2 separate regions of the Mus musculus genome follow, and region 1 is linked to region 2. Evidence: chromatin contacts called from public promoter capture Hi-C data. All regions are on one chromosome and are shown on one strand. Each heading gives the region's core, a stretch centred on a gene start, on an enhancer-like site or on the middle of the called end of the contact. The rest is flanking DNA. Distances are from core to core; before and after follow the strand shown. Region 1 holds the start of Topaz1 (testis and ovary specific PAZ domain containing 1). Region 2 holds the start of Zfp105 (zinc finger protein 105).

Region 1 (4,768 bases), core at 1,098-3,597, 180 kb after region 2:
AGTGAGTCTGGTTCATTTGGTGTATTATAGAATCATGTTGCCTAACATTTTCCAGTGGCCCCAGAAGTGAGTAATTTAAATCTGACAAGGAAGTCTTTTTCCAACACTGGGCAGATATTCTAGCACAAGAATAAAAAGGCCAAACTCTTTTACCAGTCATTGGTATTGTTCTGCAACAGCTAACCTTTGACTCTTCAGTTTCACTTCTCAGATCTCCCCGTGGAGATCTCTTTTCCATATGATGGCCGTCACTAGGTGATTTCACTGTAGAGCTTATCATCGATTTATTATATTTTTCTGGCTCTATACGTTTGCATCCTAAGGACTCTGAAGTATTTTTTATATCCTCTTTCAAACTTGATTCGAGGGTTTTCTGAAGCATAGCATTTATGTGATGCCTAGAACTTGTTTTCCCCACTGTTTTGGGGAGACACAAATGGTCCACCGGAGGGAGTGTATTATGGTTTATTTTTCTTAAAGCTTTTAGAAAACTTTTTTTAGGTTCTAAGGTCTCTGCTTCTTTCCCTTCCATACCCATTTGGTTTTCTTGTAACACCAACACAGAATTGTTACATACATTAGACAAAGTAAGATTAATATTTTTTTCTTCTTTTCCAGACTTCATTTTTTTCCTGTGTTTTCTCCCAGTGTTGTTCTCCTCTACTGAATATTTGTTTTTTTCACTTTGAAGGCAAGAAGTCAAGCCATTGTTTTTATTTTGGTATAAATGACTTTCTTCAAGCAGTAACTTACTGGCTATTACACTTTTTTCAGTTTTTAAAAGCTTAGTAGTAGTTCTTGTGTCATCTTTCTCTGCAAGATTCCTAAGGTTTTCTTTCTTTAACTTCAAAGAGTTCTCTTCAGTGTGTAGACATACATCATGAGGTTTATCCTCAAAGTTGTTTTCATTATTACAACCTTCAGAATGGAGAAAACTGTAATCATGCAATTCAAAGCTGCAATTTTTTTCTACTCCAGGTGATAAGCTGTTACAAGAATGTTTTGGGGTATTCTTGAACAGTTCATCTTGGAATTCAACTTTAATATTTTGTGTTGCCTCATTTTTAGTTATTTCAAGAGGTGGATTTTCTAAACTTTTACATTTTTTAATTCGCATTCTTCTTTTAATACCTTCTCCCAATTCTTCCTTATCCAAAGACTGTAAGAAAGCCATATTTTGAAATTCACTGCACTCCACTGTTTGCAAAGACTCCGAACTGGTTATTGATGTCTTTCTTACCAGGTCAGTCCCTGGCTGTGGATCATCACTTGGGGCCTCAGTAATTTTTCCATTCTCTTTGGCTGATCAAAACAAGAAAACACACCAGAAGACATTTTTACACTGGGCAGAAAGAAGCAATATCAGTTAACAGAAAAATCTGTGAAGCCATCCATTTGTATTTTCCTGATGAGCTATTTAGACATACAAACTGATTTTCATATTAAGTATTAAAAATTTTTAAACAGGGTCCATTGCATAACACAGGCTGACCTCGAACTTGAGATTCTCCTGCTTCAGCCTCCCACCTGGTAGATTATGGGTGTGAATCGCCTTGGCCAGCTTTAAGATCTAATTAAGAACTAGAAATAAACCTCTATAAATTCTAAAACAGCAGAAAAACCTTTATAGATAGCATCATTTACTCTAGTTAAAACAAACCACTAGTATTATTAATTCCCTCGACAGTAATTATAATGATTGAGCTCCTAAATGGGCATACACTTATTTAATTTTTTTAATCCTTCCCATCTCACCTCTCCTCACCAAGTGCACTGGTAAATACCACACAAATACAACTAAAGGTTAGTAGTAGAGCAAAGACAGAGGCAGCTGAGGAAAAAAAGGCTTCGGGGTCGGGGTGACCACCAGCTTCCTTACTGCGTCTTCTGGGATGAGAGAGGGTTCTGCCTCCTTCACTGCTCTAGGCCCCCTGTTCACCGACCCTCCTCTGCTTGCTACCTTCCAGGACGCGGATGTCTCACCCAACTTGTCACCTTCTGTCTCTTCTCTCCCAGAAGCCTGGGTCACCATCCTCTGCTTCTGCCTGCTCTCCTCCTCGCACCCCCTGGCCTCCAGGCTGCAGCCTCCCCCCTCGCCTGGCTCTGGCGTCAGCGGAAGGCCTCGCTTCCTCAGGCCTCGGGTGGTGCCTTTGCACCCTGGCTCCTTGGTCGGGTCTGGGGGCGTCGCTGGCGGCCGCATCCGCCCACAGCCGCCCACTCAGCCTCTCTGGGAAGCCTAGACGGCCTAGAGCCGCTGCTCCCCCTGCAGGACACAGGCTACTGCCCACCCTGGCCCGGCCTGGCCTCGCTTCCGACCCTGTACCCGACACTACAGGAAGCGGAAGTCGGTGGGCTGGGCTCGGCTGGGGGCAACTGGCTGAGGGCCACGTGGTCCGCCCGTCCACTTGCTCCCTCGAAGAGCCCTGGCTGCACCCGGAGGTGACAGGGTCTCACCCCGGCCAGAGCCTCACCGCACAGGTTTGTGGTGGTGCCTCCTTGGGTTCCTCACCCTTCTCCAGACCTGGACTTCTGGAGGTGCCTGTTTCAGCACTGTGACAATGGTTGTCTACAAGTGGCTTCTAACTGCCTCCAACACTCCTGCGAGTCCACTGTCGCTTACTTCTCAATATGGCTGTCACATTATCCAGATAGCTCAGAGATACCCCAGCTGCTGACATGCAAAATACCATTTATTTCTGTAAAAGGTTGCTTCTCCGGTGTTGGCGGACAGAGGTTTCTAGATGTTCTTCTGGATTCCTTGCATGTTGATTTATCAAATCTGCTTGGTTCTATTTTCAGCCTTCGTTACTTCTCCCCCTTTCCCGTTACTGCGGCTCTGGCCCTTAGACTTTGACCTACAACACCATGCTTCTAATTTTATTGATGTCTCCATCCTTGTGTTAGTCCAGTCAAGTTTGACCAGCTTGCCAGGCCATGCCTCTCCATTGAAAGAGGATCCTGGTATATGCCCCATCTTGACCCTTCACAAACCTCCTTTGCTTAAAGATTGGAATGGAGTTTATCCTCCTTGTGTGTTATTTTGGATCCTGTCTACTGTGTCCATTTGTGAATATTTAATCAGTACTGACCTTGTAAAAGGAAAGTGTTCTTTTGTGGAAAAGGTTGTGGGTCTGGTGGTCATTCAGAGATTCACCAGTCTGATTCAGGTTTTAGTTTTAGTAAGTTAGAGGATTTTTATTAAAAAGAGACTGGCCAGGACTAGAGTTCCCTAGGCAAGGCCCCAGTTATTGTTAATCTAAGGGTTATAAAGGCAAAAACCATAAACTAGTAGTTTTGGGAACTAAATCAACTCATATCCTATCTGGGTTCAGGCAAGGCTTGCTTTTCTAACAGGCATCTCAAAGGTGTCTCAGATAATCCAAACAAGCAAGCATTTGATACAAAACTGGGCCTTAGCAGTTTAGCCTGTTCAATCTTGTGACCCATTACCTTGTAGAATAGCTGAGAGAGTAAAGCATTTTGCAACAATCAGCATTTTTTTTTCTTTTAAGAAGAGCCCAACCGTACCAGGAAGTAGTCCATTTTCAGGTCAGCTCACAGGGTACATTTAAGGTAGGAGCAACTTCCTCATTGCTTATACAAGTTAAAAACAATTTGGTTTTACAAGCCTAGCACAGTAAATATTTCCTCTAAACAATGTTCACCATTACAGAACAATGTTACCATTACAGGTAACTTCTAATCATTGCTAATTTTGCTTTGTTGTTGTTTTGAGACGGCCCTGGAACTTACTGTGTAGCTTAGGTTGGCTTTGAACTTGGACGATTCTCCTGCCTGACTTCCGAGTGCTGGAACTGCAGGCCTGAGCCATCACTGGGAGCTAATGGGAGCTTTTAGTTTCTTTTTTGTTTTCCCTTTCAAACAGATATAAAAGTGATAAGCAACAGGAACTCAAAATAACACATGCAAGTTCTTTCTAATAGTTTAATCGATTTCCCATCCTATTGCAAAAAAATTAATTTTCATTTACACTTAAATTGTTTCATAACCATTTTAATACTCCTGATCCATGACTGTATTTGTTCTTCTTACTGAACTTGTAGTTAAAAAGTGTACCTGATAAGAAAAATAGACTTCTTAACACATATCCACATCTATAGGCTCCAGCCTATCTATGCACTAGTTCTTAAAATGATTCCTGTTTGTGTGCCTGGCAAACTTCAAGTCACCCCTCTTTGACAATCAACCTTGTAGAAAAGCTTTCTGTTACCCTGGTCATTACCCTGGAGGGGTAAGAAGTTCCCTTTGGCCATTAACACATCATTTATTATTATTATTATTATTATTATTATTATTATTATTACTTATTGTTATTTTAAGTGTATTGATGTTTTTGTCTGTCTGTCTGTTTCGGTACCACGTAGTGGTTTGAATAAGAATGGCCTTCATAGGTTCATATATTTGAATGCTTAGTTATCAGAGAGTAGCACCACTTGAGAAGGATTAGGGGGCGTGGTGTTGTTGAAGTAGGTGTGGCCTTGTTGGAGGAAGTATGTCACTGAGGATGGGCTTTGAGGTTTCAAAAGACCATACCAAACCCAGAGTCTCTCTTTTTTCCTACTGTCTGCAGACTTAGATGTAGGACTCTTAGCTCTTTCTCCAGAACTTTTTCTACCTGGATGCTGCCGTGTTCCCTGCCATGATAACAACAGATTAAATCTCTGAAACTGTAAACCAACTCCAATTCAATGCTTTCCATTATAAGAGTTGCCGTGGTTATGGTGTCTCTTCACTGACTAAAAGACAT
Region 2 (5,127 bases), core at 2,586-5,085:
ACCATGAATGAAGCCTTAGATTTAATCCCAGCATACATGGGAGCACCTGGGAGGTAGAGACAGGAGTCCAACACTCAAGGTTAGGGTTAGTCTTGTCTATTTAGTGAATTCTGGGCTAGTGTGGGCCATGGGACCATCTCAGAAAAGAAAATGAAAATAAATGTACAGAGCACTATCCTTTGTTTGCAACTTATAAATAACCATAAAACACATGAAGACATGGGTTTACATGTGTGTGGACATGAAAAGTTCTGAACAGTAAGCATGATGAAAAAGTGAGGTTAGAATTCAGCTCTGTGGCCTTTAGCCTGTGTGAAACGAGTCACGCACCGTGGCAACCATGCGAGCAGCTCTGAACGATTGACAGGGTCAACACTTCACACTATGTGACTCAAAAAGAGAAAGCAGACACCCATCCACAGTCTTAATGCGACTGAGACCAGGGAGCTGAACTTTACCTGTTGGGGTTGGGTTCCCATGAAGCTCCAGGATTTGACTCTCGGCCAGAGTCCCTGCCAACGAGTAGCTCCCAAAGGGTGAAGCAGCAGCAGCCTCCTGTGTTGCTTTTAGCACCACTGCCATTTCCCGGAACATTTCCTGACCCTAGAAACAAATGATATAGTTTGTTTATGAAGGGACTGAAGACTGGAGCACTGTGATTATAGCTTCAAGGATGAAAACCCATTCCTGGAGATCACAGAGACTAGGTTGAAGGAGACCTGGGTGGAGAAGCAAAGCTACCACTTTGATTTGTAACATCACTCAGCTCTACAACACACACCCTATACTGTTGGTAAATCCTAGCTTAGACCAGCAGGGTGTGTGGCTTTAAGGAGCTTAGATCGCACAGCGCTCACCTCACACTATAGAAATTAGGTGTGCTGGCACAGATCTATAAGCCCAGCACATGGGGAGTGGCTGTAGATGGATCAGAGCTTTAAGGTCACCCCTGGTTAATAGAGTTTGAGGGCAGTACTGGGACACATTTTTCAGCAGGATTTTCTGCTCCCCAAAGATCAAACCTACCTAGGTTCTGGTCATATACTCTCATAGAGAGCTCTGGAAGACCTTTGAAAGAACGTGGGGTGTGCTTGAAACCACTAAGGGCAAGCCAAAGTGTGGCAATGCATGCCCTTAATACCAGTACATGGGTAGTGAAGGCAGGAGACTCAGGAACTCAGGCCAGGCTGAGCTGAACTATTTGCCTATAGATGAGCAGTATCTGCAGCAACATCCCAGACCTCGTACACCCAATTACACTTGCATCAACACCTCAGAGGACAGACACTAACTATGATAAGGAACTGGATGGAGTCACCAAATGTATTTGTAAAAACACAGAAACCCAGGTCTTATTCCCAGAATCTGGTTTGATTAGAATAAGAGTATAATGTGGGCACCAAGATACTGTCACGATCAAGTTCTATGTATCGATGGTTGGAAGCTGCAGACCTACAGAACAACCAGCACATCATTCAGAAGGCAAAGTCTCACTATACTGCAAAGGAATAAAGGTCAGAGCCCTAATCAGGAAAATGGAGTCTGGGTCTGGCAGCAGAGGACCTGTGACACTATTTGGGGTCTGCATTTCTCTTCTCTCCAAGATCATCATTTACCTTTTCCTCATCTTCTGATACACTGATGCTTCCATAAGGACCCTCCCCTGGGGCACAGTCCTTGTCGTTCTCATAGTACACTTGTTGGCTGGATGCCTGACTTATGACACTTTCATCATCTTCTTCCATTTTCACCTTCTCTGGGTCCCAAGAGGCTCTGCCCATGGTCTCTTTCAATTCTGTAGTCATCTTCTCTGTTCAATGCAGGATCCTTGATAGCTGAGGGATACCCAACATCGGTCAAGCTCCATCTAACCTTCAAGTCTCCAGAGCCAAGATGAGCTATTCACTGCAACACCAGAAAAAGAGAGTTAACAGCTAATCTAGCAAGGATAACACACAGCCACTGGTTACTAGTCCTTGGTTGGTGGTCACAGTAAAACAGTAATGTTTCATTCTCCTTCAAATGATAGGGGCTGACTATAAATAACAAAAATAGATGTATAAATCACTTTTTATTTCTGATACAAAATAATATCTTGCCTGGTAGTATACACCTTTAATCCCAGCACTTGTGTCTACACAGACCACCCAGTGCTGCATACTGAGACTCAGAAAGAAAAAGGAAGGAAGGAAGGAAGGAAGGAAGGAAGGAAGGAAGGAAAGAATGAATTAACATTTTAACTGTAAAAACTATTATATAGAAAAAGAGTAAGGAAAAGTTCCAATCCAGTGATAATTATTATTTTACTTACAGTTTTTTTTTTACTATGGGAACTGATTTTGTTTTGTTTTCTTGTTTCCTTGAGACAGAGGTTCTTTGTATAGCCTTGGTTTTCCTGGAACTCACTCTATAGACCAGGCTGGCCTTGAACTCAAGAGATCTGCCTGCCTCTGCCTCCCAAGTGCTGAGGTGTACTACTACTGCCCAGCTAGACGGATTTTTAAAAAGGGGATCTTAGAGAGATTCACTACCAAGGAGAAAAGAATGATTATTTCAGAGAGTATAACTACAAGTACTTTTGAGGTTCTTTTTGTCTGTTTCATTTTTGTAGTTCCCACATCTTCCAAATATTTGATAAGACTAAATTTTGGTTGTAAAACAAAATTACTCATGTTGACCTTGTTTATCCTTATTTTTAATTGTTGCACAAATACTCTATAATTGTCAATAAACACATAAAACTGACCTATACATACTTTCGCATAAACATATACATACACAAATTGGGTGATACCCTACCCAGTCCCCAGTGTGTGCACCTTCAGGCTGCACTTGCACAGGGTTCACCCTTCTGGACTGGTGGTTTTGCTTGTTTCTACCGTGCTGGGAATCCATACAAAGGCCTAATGTATACTAGACAAATGCTCTACCACTGAGCCACAACCAGTTCTTGACTCAATGAGTGTTTTACAAGTCTTGTCTTTCAATATACGCTAGCTACAGAACACACACACACACACACACAATTCTGACACACAATTCAAAAAGATTTTAAATTTACAATCTTTTCTTTAGCAAACGTGGGCTTTATTGCTTATTTTAGTAATAGTTTCCTGTACGAAGAATTCCTTTGACCAGCTGCATTACTCCTTTAGAAGGAACTGCGTGATCACTAGCTTAAGGGTTTATATTTATTGCCAAACGGCTTTCTAAAACAGCATCTAAAGCCAGGCACACGACTACTAATTAACGGGACTTCTTTATTTCAGATAAGCCGACAGGGGTTTTGTTTTATTTTAAATAAAGCCAAACAATCTATTTTAGCTGTATATAAGGAGTTTGAGGTTTGTGCTTCTATCCCTCTTTGGTTCTTTTACTAGAAACCGGTGCTAATGTTTACTAAATTGCCTTATTCTGCTGCTGCTTCAGGGTACTCATATTCATTTTCCAACATCATCTTCACTGTGCAAACTTAAATTCCTAAGTAATGCCACGCTTTTCACCACGGCCTCAAAGAGTAATTCTGGCGGGTTATTCTGGCAGGAGAGCCTCTGAGACTCGTCTCACCACGTGCCTGAGTCTCCTGGCCAGACTGTCGGGCCCCTGGCCCCAGCAGGCCCGAGACATCTGCACAGGCCGCCCTCCTCCATCCCGACCAGCAGGCTCGCCGCCCGGCCCGGACACCCCGAGCTACCTCCCGGCCCCGCGATGGTCGGTGGAGAACAGTCCCGCGCCCCTCGCCGCCCGCTGCGACCGGCTCGCCACGAAGGCCCAACCGGGCCGGTGCCGCTTCGCGGATGAGACTCCAGAGTCTCTCGGCAGCAACGGGGCTGAGAACAATGACCGGACAGGAAGTGCCTTGCGCCGGGCTTCCGGCTCCCCAGGCAGGCCGGCCTCTCTAGGAATCGACGGGGGTCGTACACCTCGGTGCCCAGGGCGGGCAGGGCTTTAGCCCGCCAGGCAGCGGCACTCTCCCAAGCCGAGCCCCTACCTACCAGAGCTGACGATCTTAGAAAATTCCCTCAGCATTTTTATCTTCAAAATATCAAATGGTACAGAAAGGTTGATGGATGGTACAGAGGATACCCCTATCCTTCATCTCGACAATATTTGCCTTAATTCTCATATATAATTAAGGTCAATTTTGGAAATTATAAACAGTAAAACTCTTTATTCCAAGTACACCACCATCATTGCCAATAAGAAAAATTAACAACTATTCATATTCAGATGTACTTAACTGTCTCAAAAGATTTCAAAACCGTTAGAAGTGGTGGTGCACACCAGCACACAGAGCCATACCATAATCTTGTGGATCTCTGTGCACTGGAGGTTGGCCTGATCTACATAGTGAGTTCCAGCTTAGCCAGGGCTACATAGAGAGACCGGGTCCTCAAAACAAAAATCAAACCTAACAATAACAAAACTCACAAACATTTCAGGCAGAGATGCCCCCCAAATGAGTTTCACAATACTCCAGTTACCGCTCTTTGGTTTTGTGTGTTTGAAATGATAAACCCAGAGGAAGGCAGCGCCCTTTACTCGGGTTCCTCATTGGGTAAATCTTAAATGATTACACAGTATCATGCCAAGGACTGGTGGCTCACATCTGTGATCCCAGCTCTCAAGAGGCTGGGGCTGGGGCACTAAGAGTTTGAGGCCATAAATGACATCACATAGTATAGGGGAGATCCAGACTCCAAACCCATGTCTTCTGAGCCTAAATCCAGTGCTCTTCACAGGTTGTTCTCAGGCAGCAGAACTGGATCACAACTCTGGATTACACTATTATATAGGTTTTCTGTAGCACCTACACCATGTTAAGAAAATGTATGATGTACATGTTTAGAAACAATGACCAGTTTTTAAATTAAAAAACTTATTTTGCTATCATTTACAACCTCACCATTACCCTTTATGAGACAAACTCAGTTTCTTCAGTCTTAAAGTGCTCCAGAGCCTCTTTCCAGAGTCACAATAAATGATTTGGTACAAACTATCTTTTAATTAGAATTGAGATTGTTTTTCTAGACTTTAGAAACCTAGGTGAAGTTTCTTCAACTTGTCTGTCAGAGCGGTCATGAGTTTTCCCTATTAAGACCTAGGGGGTCATATTCAACAGTTACT

What was found. Promoter capture Hi-C pulls out the DNA fragments that hold promoters and counts their contacts.
Region 1: a contact with region 2 is called in a promoter capture Hi-C map of embryonic stem cells, with 2.3 times the contacts expected there. The contact joins the promoter of Topaz1 here to the promoter of Zfp105 in region 2. A contact is called at or near these places in 18 of 39 promoter capture datasets (the 3T3-L1 cell line, the C10 cell line, the HPC-7 cell line and 13 more), 1 of 15 datasets of contacts at CTCF or cohesin (stem cell-derived epiblast-like cells), 14 of 484 Hi-C or Micro-C datasets (3T3-L1-derived adipocytes, the C10 cell line, bone marrow-derived macrophages and 6 more), 9 of 115 datasets of contacts at active chromatin or transcription factors (astrocytes, embryonic stem cells, fetal liver and 3 more) and 3 of 9 other capture datasets (adipose tissue, liver and macrophages).

The regions. Positions count from the first base shown.
Region 1 is chr9:122,744,778-122,749,545 of GRCm38.p6, reverse strand. It overlaps Topaz1 (testis and ovary specific PAZ domain containing 1), which reads right to left and starts at 2,347. Exons shown (of 20, transcript NM_001199736.2): 1 at 1,984-2,347; 2 at 1-1,302. The coding sequence starts at 2,200.
Region 2 is chr9:122,921,786-122,926,912 of GRCm38.p6, reverse strand. It overlaps Zfp105 (zinc finger protein 105), which reads right to left and starts at 3,835. Exons shown (of 4, transcript NM_009544.2): 1 at 3,695-3,835; 2 at 1,617-1,905; 3 at 459-603. The coding sequence starts at 1,805.